Regions from separate parts of the Anas platyrhynchos genome. Here region 2 is linked to region 1. Evidence: chromatin contacts called from public Hi-C data. All regions are on one chromosome and are shown on one strand. The core of a region is the stretch at or near the end of the contact, and the rest is flanking DNA. Distances in the headings are between cores, read along the strand shown. Region 1 has its middle 330 kb from the start of SLC35B3. Region 2 overlaps LOC110352209.

Region 1 (5,040 bases), core at 1,580-4,079:
ACACCTTTGGTCAGTTGGGGTCACCTGTCCTGCTTCTGTCCTCTCCCACCTCCTCCTGAACCGCCAGCTCCCTGAATGGCAGGTCAGTGTGAGAAGATGAAAAGTCCTTAACTCAGTGTAAGCACTGCTCTTCAACAATTAAAACAAGTACAAGACATTTCTTCTCAGAAAGAGTGGTCAGGCATTGGAAAAGGTTGCCCAGGGAAGTGGTGGCATCACCATCCCTGGGGGTGTTCAAGGAAAGGTTGGACCTGGTGTTTAGAGACATGGTTTAGTGGGTGACGTTGGTAGTAAGGTGATGGTTGGACCAGATGATCTTGGAGGTCTTTTCCAACCTTAATGATTCTATGATTCTATGAATACGCTTCAATTTCAGATGTGCTCTTGTTCGGACTCCAGTGAATACCGTCTTTATATGCTTGCCACATTGATCTATTCTGTCTTTTAGTCGTTGTTTCATAGTGTGATTTTTTTCATATGATCTTCTCTACCAGGAATAACAATATTTAGTACACATACATTTTTCCTCTAATAGATAAGAGAAAATATTAAAATGTTATGTCCAATTGGTCTCTGCTGTCATCAGACCATAGCAGTGGTATGCCAAAACAGCTTGTCTTATGTTAGCTATTTGCTAACATCCAGTAGACCCAGATCCTCCGAGAACTGAGGTTTTTCATCTGCTGCCATCAGAAAGTCATCTGTCCTTCTGTAGTCTTCTCAAGTGTGATTGGAAGAGAAGGGTGCAACCTTCCACTGGGTGGCTTATGGGGAGAGCTTATGGATAATGGGAGAGTGGAAGATGAAGCTAGAAGACCTCTGAAGAACGTGTTTCCAAGCTCTGCTCATTTGAAAGCTGTTTTCACACTCATATCCTCTTAATACTGAGTCAAAGAAATGTTCCTGACATGGCCATAATCGCAAATAGTTTTGTATACAGTCTCTTGTTCATTCAGATGAAGGAAAGCAAAAGATATGGGCTATGTAAATTAGTCTTATTTCTGGAATGTCCTTTTGATAGAGTTGAAAGTTAGGGAGCAGCAGGCCTTCTGTGAAAGCACGTTAATATTAGTGGACTAGAATTTCCAGTAGAAACACAAAAATCTGGCCATCTGTATTACCTCTAGTTTGCCTGATCAATGGCTCATTTTAATTAAGTTTATTGAGTTTTACATAAAATGCAATACAATGTGGGTATTTATGGTGAAATAAACTGCAAGATGGAAGACACAAAAAAGTTAATGAAATCAGTCTCCACTACTTAGATTCCTCCCATATTCCAGACACACTGCATTAGAAAGATAACACTGAAAGATTCAGAACTATGTATGTTTCTGGACTTAAATTTTTTAAAAATGTGGTGTTAGTCAGCTTTTAGGCTGCAAGATTTGTAGATTTGGGAGTAGTTTGACCCTGACCTAATTCAGGTATGTAACAAAAAGACAGGTATGATTCAGGGTCATCATTCTGGTTTTGGACCATCCATTGCAGAAACACCCTAACATTTATTCCTGAAGTGGCATTAATAATGGGTCTTACTATTCTGTATTAAACATTTAGGTCTGAACATCACAATGAAGTATGGAAAAGTACAATATAACTTTAAACAGATACACCTATGATTTACCATCTAATTGTTTACTAGCAGTGCTTTTTCAAATCTGTAGTGCCTTTACTATGTACATACATAGCATAAATACATATTAAGGTGATTAAAAAACAATCATGCTATAATATATTATTTCCTCTATTGACTTGTTTGTATACCTACTTAATGTGGCTAGCTAGTTAGATGTTTTAAAAAATAGCAAACAAACAAACAAACAAATATGATTTCAAGACACTACATTAACAATTAATTATCAAACTCTATATTTGCTATTTGCTCTTATTCTAAGGGTGATTCTTGTTTTCTGCCTCTCCTCAAGAAAGCTTTGTCTCCTGTGATAGGCAATGGCAAAACACAACAAAATAAAACAAACAAACAAACAAAAAACACTAGGATGACCATGACTTAGATTAAGTCCTAAATACTGAGTGATCTATTTTTCTTGATCTATTTTGCAAATTTTGGCCAAATCTGTCAGACACTGGCATACCTAGCTGTGGAATTCTGATAAGTTTCTGAGGCAGATACTCTCTGCATTTTGGTTTGATTTATGGAAGTTTAACTAAACCAGACAGCCTGCTAAGACCTACAAGTTCCTGTTTAAAATATATAACTCACAATGTGTGAATGCTTTCCCCTGAAAATGTATTGATTGCTTTGTATTTACTTAAGCATCATCAACATGTCCAGAGTCTTGGCTAAAGTTCAGGGAATGTAATGAAAACTTCATTGTAACACCATCACACAAGCTGAGACAACATTTGGGCCAGCCAATCAAAGAACATGACCTCTATCTCTTTCACTCATACATTATATTTCCTCTTGCTAGTGTGGGGAAACCAAAGAGGTGTTATACTTTGAATAAGGAAGAATTCACCCAAAAGAATTCCTCCTGGGGGCAATTGGACCCCTTGCACTGAGCAAAGTGATTACATTTGAGGTACAGGGCAGTATATGTGGAAAACTGTGTTTGGCAACTGGTTGGCCCATGACAAAACATCGTATTTCACACTCAGGTACACAGCAATTGTTTTTACTTAAAAAATCATTTTGAAGATATCCACAGATACATTTTGCTTATGGAGCTGTAATCATTAGGTTAAATTGCTGTGTGCTTGGCATTTCGACTTTCAAGCCTAAATAAGTTCTTTCACAGCTTCCTAAAGATGTTGAATCCAAATCATAAACTGTCTTTTCAGTGGAAGCAACCCACTTCAAGGCCATGGTAGTTATGCTGTACACAAAACACTGAGTTCAGGGTTGCGCTCACTTCTTTTAAGGACAATAGAACTCTTTTCCTTCTTTTCTTTCTACAAACCAGATTCAGCCTGGTTACATTAAATTCTTATGTTAATGTTCCATTAATTAGCTTTCTTTTCTTTATATTTTGTCTTCATTGTTCTCCTTTTACTTTGTTTTACTCCCTGTATAATTAAAATGTTTAACATTGTTCCTTCCTGTGGTCAGGACACATTCGCTTAAATCTATTTCATTCTCAATCAAGGCAGAGGACAAATGGAAGCAATTAAAACTAGGAATCCTTCCCCAGTCCTCTCCACTGCCCAGCCTGTAACGCTGCAACATCGCTGGTGTAAAATAATCCAACCTTTGCCATTTCACACTCCAGCATCTGCTCTGGGCCTCTAACCCGCTCCAGGCGAAGACATGCCAAGAGGAGGCCACAGCAGCGTGGTATTGCCGTGCCATTAGCCAGTGGCTTGGGATAGCTGAGGCTTTTCTGAGGAAATAAGCGTGGTTTTATTTAACCTTCTGTATATCTGTCTATAGATGTGTGCCCGTGTATGTATTAGCACACATCCCCCTCACAAACCCGCCCCCACAGGCTCGCTGCCTGCAGGCCTGTAGGTGGCGCCTCAACACCGCCCACCTGCACGGGGCCGCCGGCGGAGGCGGTGGGGCCCGGCGGCAGGCACCATTGGCCGTTAACCGCCGCGTTTTCGGCGTTGATAAATTATTATTATTATTATTATTATTTTTCTCCCGTGCTTGTCATTCATTTCGCACTTGTATCCCGCTTGGGTACAGGGGGCCGTCAGCCAGAACGAACAAAAGCCCGTGATGTGGCTGCGGGGGTGGGGGGCCGAACAGTGTGTTCTCCTTCCCCTGGTTGCCCACATCACTCACGAGTGCCCTTTGGTTAAAAACGTAAATAAAAATAAAATAAAAATAAAAATTAAGAAAAAAAAAAAAGGATGAGCAGAGATGCTGGTTGCTTCTTGAGGGAGATGTACTCTGAAAAGTGGCCAGTGGAGAGGCCTTGCAGGAAGGCCTGCAAAAGGCAGCCCTGGTATACACTGCTGCCTATGCACTGCCGGCCCTGGCCTAATGGACTTCTGCTGTACAGAAAAGCTACCAAAACAAAAGAACAAACAAACAAACAAACAAAAACAGTTAATTAAAAATATCGTACATCTCTGCATAATGTTTAGCTTTCTGTCCTTTTTTCACCTCAGCTTTAGTTTTATGTGGTAGAGTTGTCTCTGATCAGCGGGACCTGACTCTGCCCAGCTACAGTCACTGGTCAGTTTAGGTCACTGCATTCTCAACAGAGCTGCTCTTGTGCTGTATTTTCACATAAGCTGAGTTTACGTGCCAGGCATAGTTTTGCTATGCTGGCATAAAACTCGTTCAATGGAATGGTGAATCTCTCCCTTTTTGAAAATAATTGGTAAAGAAGCAGCTTGCACATTAAAACAAAGAAAAACCATCCCCCATTATTCCATTAAGCTTATTCTCAGCACTTCGGCCATACAACACTGTACTGCACAGCAAAGGAAGGGCTCCATATATCAGTGAGATGTGCAGAGCTCTGGTGGCAGCCACAAAATGGCACCCAGGCCTAAAGGCAAGGTGGATGCCAGTGTTAGAGCACCTGCCTTGGATGCAGATAACCACAGATTTAGTCCTGCTCACTCACATGAACTGTGCTACAATGTGGCTGGGAGTTGGATGGGGAAGGCGAATAGTTGTAGCTTCAGTAGAGTGTGCTGAGCTGTGGATCCCCACCTGAAGTAGGGGAACAGTTAGACACTGAGTTTAGCTAACACAAGCTAGATCCTTCTCCACGTAGATCACATCTCAGCTTCTTGACTGCCTCCTGTGCCCCACAGTAACCAACTTTTTTGCACAATACATCCACATCCGTGTGTAACCAAGGGACCTAAGTAAGGGCTGTAGTTTTAACTCAGAGAGATACAATTTCAGCTCTCACTTGCTGTTTTCCTCCATGTCTATAAAAGGGAATTACTGCTATTTTGACTTCCCCAAAGACTGTTGTAAGGCAAACCTACTGAACACTGTGGGACAACCTTCTACTATGCTGATATAGGAAAAGTAAGGGAAGGAAATATGTTTTTAAAAGCTAACTTCTTACTTTTTGAGTATTTATTTTTTATTAAACACAGAAATTC
Region 2 (5,471 bases), core at 2,056-4,555, 210 kb after region 1:
TTATTACATAGAGAACCATTTATTCTTGCACAGTATACTTCTGTACATAGCATTTAGTAGCAGGCCTCACTTACCGTAAAAAAGTAATAATAATAACATCAAAGTGACTTTTGGCTCCTTGGCTTACGAGAAATTCACACTGAGTTCCTTGCTGAACTAGGACTGTAAGAAAAACTTGCCTTTTTTTTTTCAGTGAAGTAAAAATGATTAGTATTAGGTAGCTAATATAGTGTAAATTCCTTACAAGCAGCCAAGGACGCTGAAGCAAAATTATGCAGAATTCCTTTTATGTCTGTCAAAGAATATTTGCAGATAGAGAAAGATTGGTTTGAAGCACTGAGGTTGAAGTCACTGAGAGCTGGACACATGAAATTGAGGAAGAATTCGTCCTTGTGATTTAAATAATGTTCTCATATGTCATGTATCCTTGAGGAGGGACATACTGCCACCCCAATAACCAGAACTCGCTAGCCTGCACATACACCTCAGTTAGTTCAATGCTAATAAACTACATTTCATGCTCTCAACAATGTTTACATTTGTACACACTTCTAAAAGTTTCTGTGCTGTTTTCTGCCAAACTGCTTGTTTTCTTGTAGTATTGAAATACACATTGTTTCTGTGGAAGACTACCAATACCAAGCAGCAATCATGCTGTAACAACAGTAGGTGCTGCACATCTGATTGAAGGACATCAGTCCCCAAATGTCTGAATTAATGAGGTCCCATTCTAGTAATTAAGAAGAGGTGTTACAGCTCTTTCAGGTATGATTCCAGAAAGTCATTGAAATTAAAAAGCCAAAGCCTTTTCATTTTAATGTCTTCAGAGTTACATGTCCTCAGAGTTTCTTAATAAAAGTGAACAAACAAACAAGAAGTTACACTGAAATAATTACATTTTCACCCTCAGTGGCTTACTGTACTAAAAAGGAGGACTGTTTTGCAGGAAGAAGATTCATGCAACCCCCAGTTCCTAGATGTTGTTGAATTACATTTTGTATTCTGCAGTTATATGAGGAAAAAAAATAATATATATATATTATTTTTTTATATGTATATTATTCCTGAAGGGCAGCAACAGCAGCAAGTGACAAAACCCCATAACAGACCCACAATGGGTTTTTCTCACTCTGTTCTTGCTAAGGCCCTGGTTCTTGTACCAGAGAGAAAATGGAACCTTTCCCACAGAGATTCCAATGCAATATGGAAAATGGGAGACTTTTAAAATTTCCTCTCAGTGTACAAATGGAATATAACTTACCACTAGTGAGTGCATAGTCTTAAAACTCATTAACTTATAAAACATCCCTAATTAGGGACTGAATTAGAAAGCCATGACCCATAAAACACACAAATGTAACATTACATTCATTATCGGCTAAATGTAAGATCAGGATGTAAGTGTTACTGAAATTATTAGTCGAGCATGTTTCTGAATTGTAATTGTATTTAGGTCTACAAATATAAATGCAGCAAAGCATGCATTGATCTCCTAAATTAGAGGAACATCTTTCAAGATGCTGACATAAGACACAGCCATGCAGATTTTAGGCAAAGACAGCATTGTGGTATAATATGGGAAACTATAAAGAAGTGGCTTGAGCCATTCATGTTACACAGTGCTAACTTTGTTGATGCTGATCAGCATCAGTTTAGAAGCTGGAAGTTTCTGGGAAGCTCACTTGGGAAACCAAAATAAAATTATATGGAAAATAACAGATATACAGAAAGGATTAATGAACAGAACCAGTACATCGAGTTAAGCTTGGTGACACATGCTTGAAGACCTTCCTACTAGGAAGGAGGATGAAACCTGATGTCCAAAAAGCTGAGAACTTAACTGGGACAAAACATTCTGCACAGAGCTATCATTTGTAACAGGTGGGAAGTAGGCATGGGGCTGCATTGTTGACCTCAAAACAGGGAAAAGGCCTTCTAGCAGAAATCTGGCAAATGATTTGTACAAGGAGCTTTGGTAACAAACTCAGGCACAGACCTGGATTTGCAGGTTTTTTTGTGTTAATAATTAATTTCTACTTCATGTAGGCCACATGCCTTCTCTTGTTTTCTTTGGCCAGCTCTAGGACTCTGCTGTCTTCACTCTGGTGAATCACAAGTTCCTGGGGCACAGTATTATTCCTTGAGGACTGTTTCCTTTAAATTAAATTTTCTTTTAAAAGCCAAGTAGGGCAAAGACATTAACAGTAAAATATTTTAATGAAGAAAGCAGCCTCACAACATTAAACAGAGGAGCAGAAGCAACTTTTTCCGCATTCTGGAAAGATATACTTGAAACTTCAATTTAGAAGTGAGCAACTGAAAAATCTGTATTTCAACACCATTTGTGCTGGCTTCCTATAGTAAGCAGACCTCTAAAATGATGCTTCCACTTCTCTGGGTGGATAAAGTAATATGCTTTCATTTTTCTTCCTCTTAGATGCCAGTGTTTTGTTTTGTTTGTAAGGTCTCTCAACTCAAGGCAACAAGGAAATGAACCTCTTCTAAGCACTTGGAACAAAACATCAATTCAAGGAACAAAATGGAGTCTACGAAACACGTAATAGACAATATTTTTTAACTACCATCCTGCATTGAATTTTAGTGCACAAACTGCTTACAGTGGGCCTAAAAATATGACAACATCCAGGATTCAATCAAAAACTTGCAAGAGGCCAGTAAGTCATATGATTACTGTATGTCAGCTCTGTGTCTGAAGAAAAAATAAATAATTCTACCATACCTGTAGTTGCATATCTGTGCACACTGCTTACATAGTATATTTATATATAATAATTCCTGTATAGAATAACCTTATGTGTTTCTTAGCAATATATATTTACAAAATATTTTTTGTGTGTAGTTTCAATATATATCTTCCATAATTTCACTTAAATTACTCTATAAACTATAATAAATTATTACTTTGCATGGTAAATGCATTAACTCATTAATTTTATAATACTGTTTAGGAGTGAAGTCTTCCTATAGAAGATCTCAGTGTATACTTCATGAAGGGTCTATTTCCTGCTTTGACCCTGACCTACTTCGTAAGTGCATGCCTTTGCCTTCAATATCTGGATGTAAATAATCTGCTTGGACCTACCTCAACAATAGCCCCATCAGGCAGCCTGAGGAAGTGTCTGTAGAGTTGCTGGAAACCGCTGAGGTGTACGGTGAACACCGACATGTGAACAGTGGTACCTCTTGAGGTAGCTGCCGAGTCAAAGATTCCATCCTGGTGCTGGAGGTCACAGATGGGGACACCAGACTTGCTGGCATGGTCCTTCCAGATGTAATCATACACTGCCACCTAGTGAGACAGAAGGCCCCCCCACACACACACATGCGCACACATACAGAGTCGTCGTCCACCCCCTCCTCCCCCCCCCCCCCCCCCGACAAAAGGAACATATTTAATTAACTTCTGGCAAGAGCTTCACCGATTTAAAATGATTTTACAATAAATCTGCAAAGCCTGTACCATATGCAGGGCTTGCACACCGTTCTCTACTACAGATTTTTTATGACATAGATCTAAATAGAGGAGCTAGACAAATCCCTGGTGTATATTCTATAAAGTTAATTCTGCACAGATGAAGCTGTAATTGACTCCTGTATTAACGAAAAGTAGGGAAATCAAGCAGGGTAGGTTAAACAATCAAATGGCAATGCTGTTTTAAAAAAAAAAAAAAAAATCTTACTGATAATTTTGTGAACAAGTGTTTGTTTTTCTCTCTTTGAGAAGCCTTTGCTCCTTTACCCATAAGCACTTTTTAGTCTCTGATCTCTGTGTAGTATTAAAATAACCTTGTGCTGCTACTGAATTGTAGATGAGGAAGAGTGAATAAGGTGTATTTTAGTGTGTTGTATAAAGCAGATGTATTGACACAGTTACCTAGTTTCCTGTCTAGCTGTAAACACGTTTGCTTGGGTAGGTTTCGTACCTTCTTGTGTCAGTCAGAACTTCCATTTAACCATTTCCATGTTAATTCGGTATGCAGGCTGAGCATAATTCAAAATTTCATCTTGAACACAGCACACAGTTTAAGCACCTCATATCCTTAACTAGAACTGATAAAGAGCAGCATTTCTTTTTATACTCCCACTCAAAAGTAAGTGTTTTAACCCTTCACTTTTGCAAGGGAAACCTTAGTATAACTCTTTTTTCCCCATGAGACACCACTCCAGTTTACAGTAGGAAGGGATTGGTTCACTGTGAACACTGCATCCTTCTCTGCAACTGTTTTGTCCATTTCAGCTGCAACTGGGGGCCATGATTTTCACCAGCAGGGACTTTTGACTACCTTCACTCAAATAAATAAATAAATAACCACCAGTATTTTCAGTAAGTGTCAGAGCTGCGTGTAATTTGCAGCATGTGATTACCATGTTAGAAGCCAACTCTAAGTTGTTCAAACCTTGCCCTTTGCTGGGGTGAGAGTCTCCTTTATGAGTTCCTAGTTTTGTCTGCCAACCCTGTGGTACTATATCCATATGGGAACAGATACAGCATCAGGAACCTGTGCCTTGCCACCCACCTCAATAGCAGATGGATCAGTAGGGTAACAAGGAGTCAGACAAATCCCCCCCGCCTCTTGACACATTTCAGGTCTGGTGAGCTCCCTCTAAGGACATTTATATAATTAGCTAAGAGAACTTAACCATACTGATTTGCACACTCTTCTCCCTGAAAGCACAGCCTGATTGTGAGACAACTGAGAGTGAAAAATCACCACCAAAACTGATGATGCCATGCTAAGTTGCATCACCCTAGTCCAGGCAAGGCATGGTGAGAATGGTAAATGGAACACTTGACTCGTACCTTTCTCAAAGTTATCCAGTACCATGATTTTTTTCTGATGGCATGTTCAGCAATATGCAGGCACATACAATGACCAGAAATCAACCCCAGGAAAGGAAAGAGCAGCCACCATGATATTGAACTGGGACTGGATTTAGACTCCCTTGGTCTGAAGGACCATTTAAAGTCCCTCCTTGCTAAAACCATCCTAAAGTATTCAGTAGAGAGATGTCCACTGCCTTGAAACTTTCAAAATGTGTTTCTGTGAAGTGATAGGTCGCTAGAGAGCTGCAGTGGCCTACATAACCTGAAGTAAGCTCCAAAAGTAAACTCTGCTGTCATCTGAAATCTCTATCATTAAGTTAATCAAAAATGTCCACTCATTTCCACAGGAATACAATATGAGTTAATAAATCTACTGAGACAGGCTAGTCAAGAGACTGTGCATATAGGACATGTCAGAGGAACTGAAGTTAGCTATGATCTAGATTCACAAGGGCTGACAAGAAACCACAAAATGCCAGAACAGTGTACAGTAATCCTTAAATGAAATTCATCTTTCAGCAGAAAAACACATTAAGGATGGTAATTCAAAGATAAAAGAGGCAGGCCAGAACAGGTTCAAATGCTGACTATTTCACAACATAACTTAATTAAAGCAGGAGTGTGA

The links. A called contact is a pair of places that touch in the nucleus more often than the background predicts.
Region 2: a contact with region 1 is called in a Hi-C map of liver, with 2.2 times the contacts expected there. The contact joins two enhancer-like sites. A contact is called at or near these places in 2 of 8 Hi-C or Micro-C datasets (liver and subcutaneous adipose tissue).

Annotation. Positions count from the first base shown.
Region 1 is chr2:90,890,027-90,895,066 of IASCAAS_PekinDuck_T2T, forward strand. No RefSeq gene overlaps it. Among named protein-coding and RNA genes, the nearest start is that of SLC35B3, 330 kb to the left of the region's middle. Within about 2 kb of position 2,830, at least 1 of the 8 cell types and tissues checked has an H3K27ac peak or open chromatin away from gene starts, as enhancers often do.
Region 2 is chr2:91,094,971-91,100,441 of IASCAAS_PekinDuck_T2T, forward strand. LOC110352209 reads right to left here. Exons shown (of 22, transcript XM_072033095.1): 20 at 3,104-3,310. Among named protein-coding and RNA genes, the nearest start is that of TFAP2A, 360 kb to the right of the region's middle. Within about 2 kb of position 3,306, at least 1 of the 8 cell types and tissues checked has an H3K27ac peak or open chromatin away from gene starts, as enhancers often do.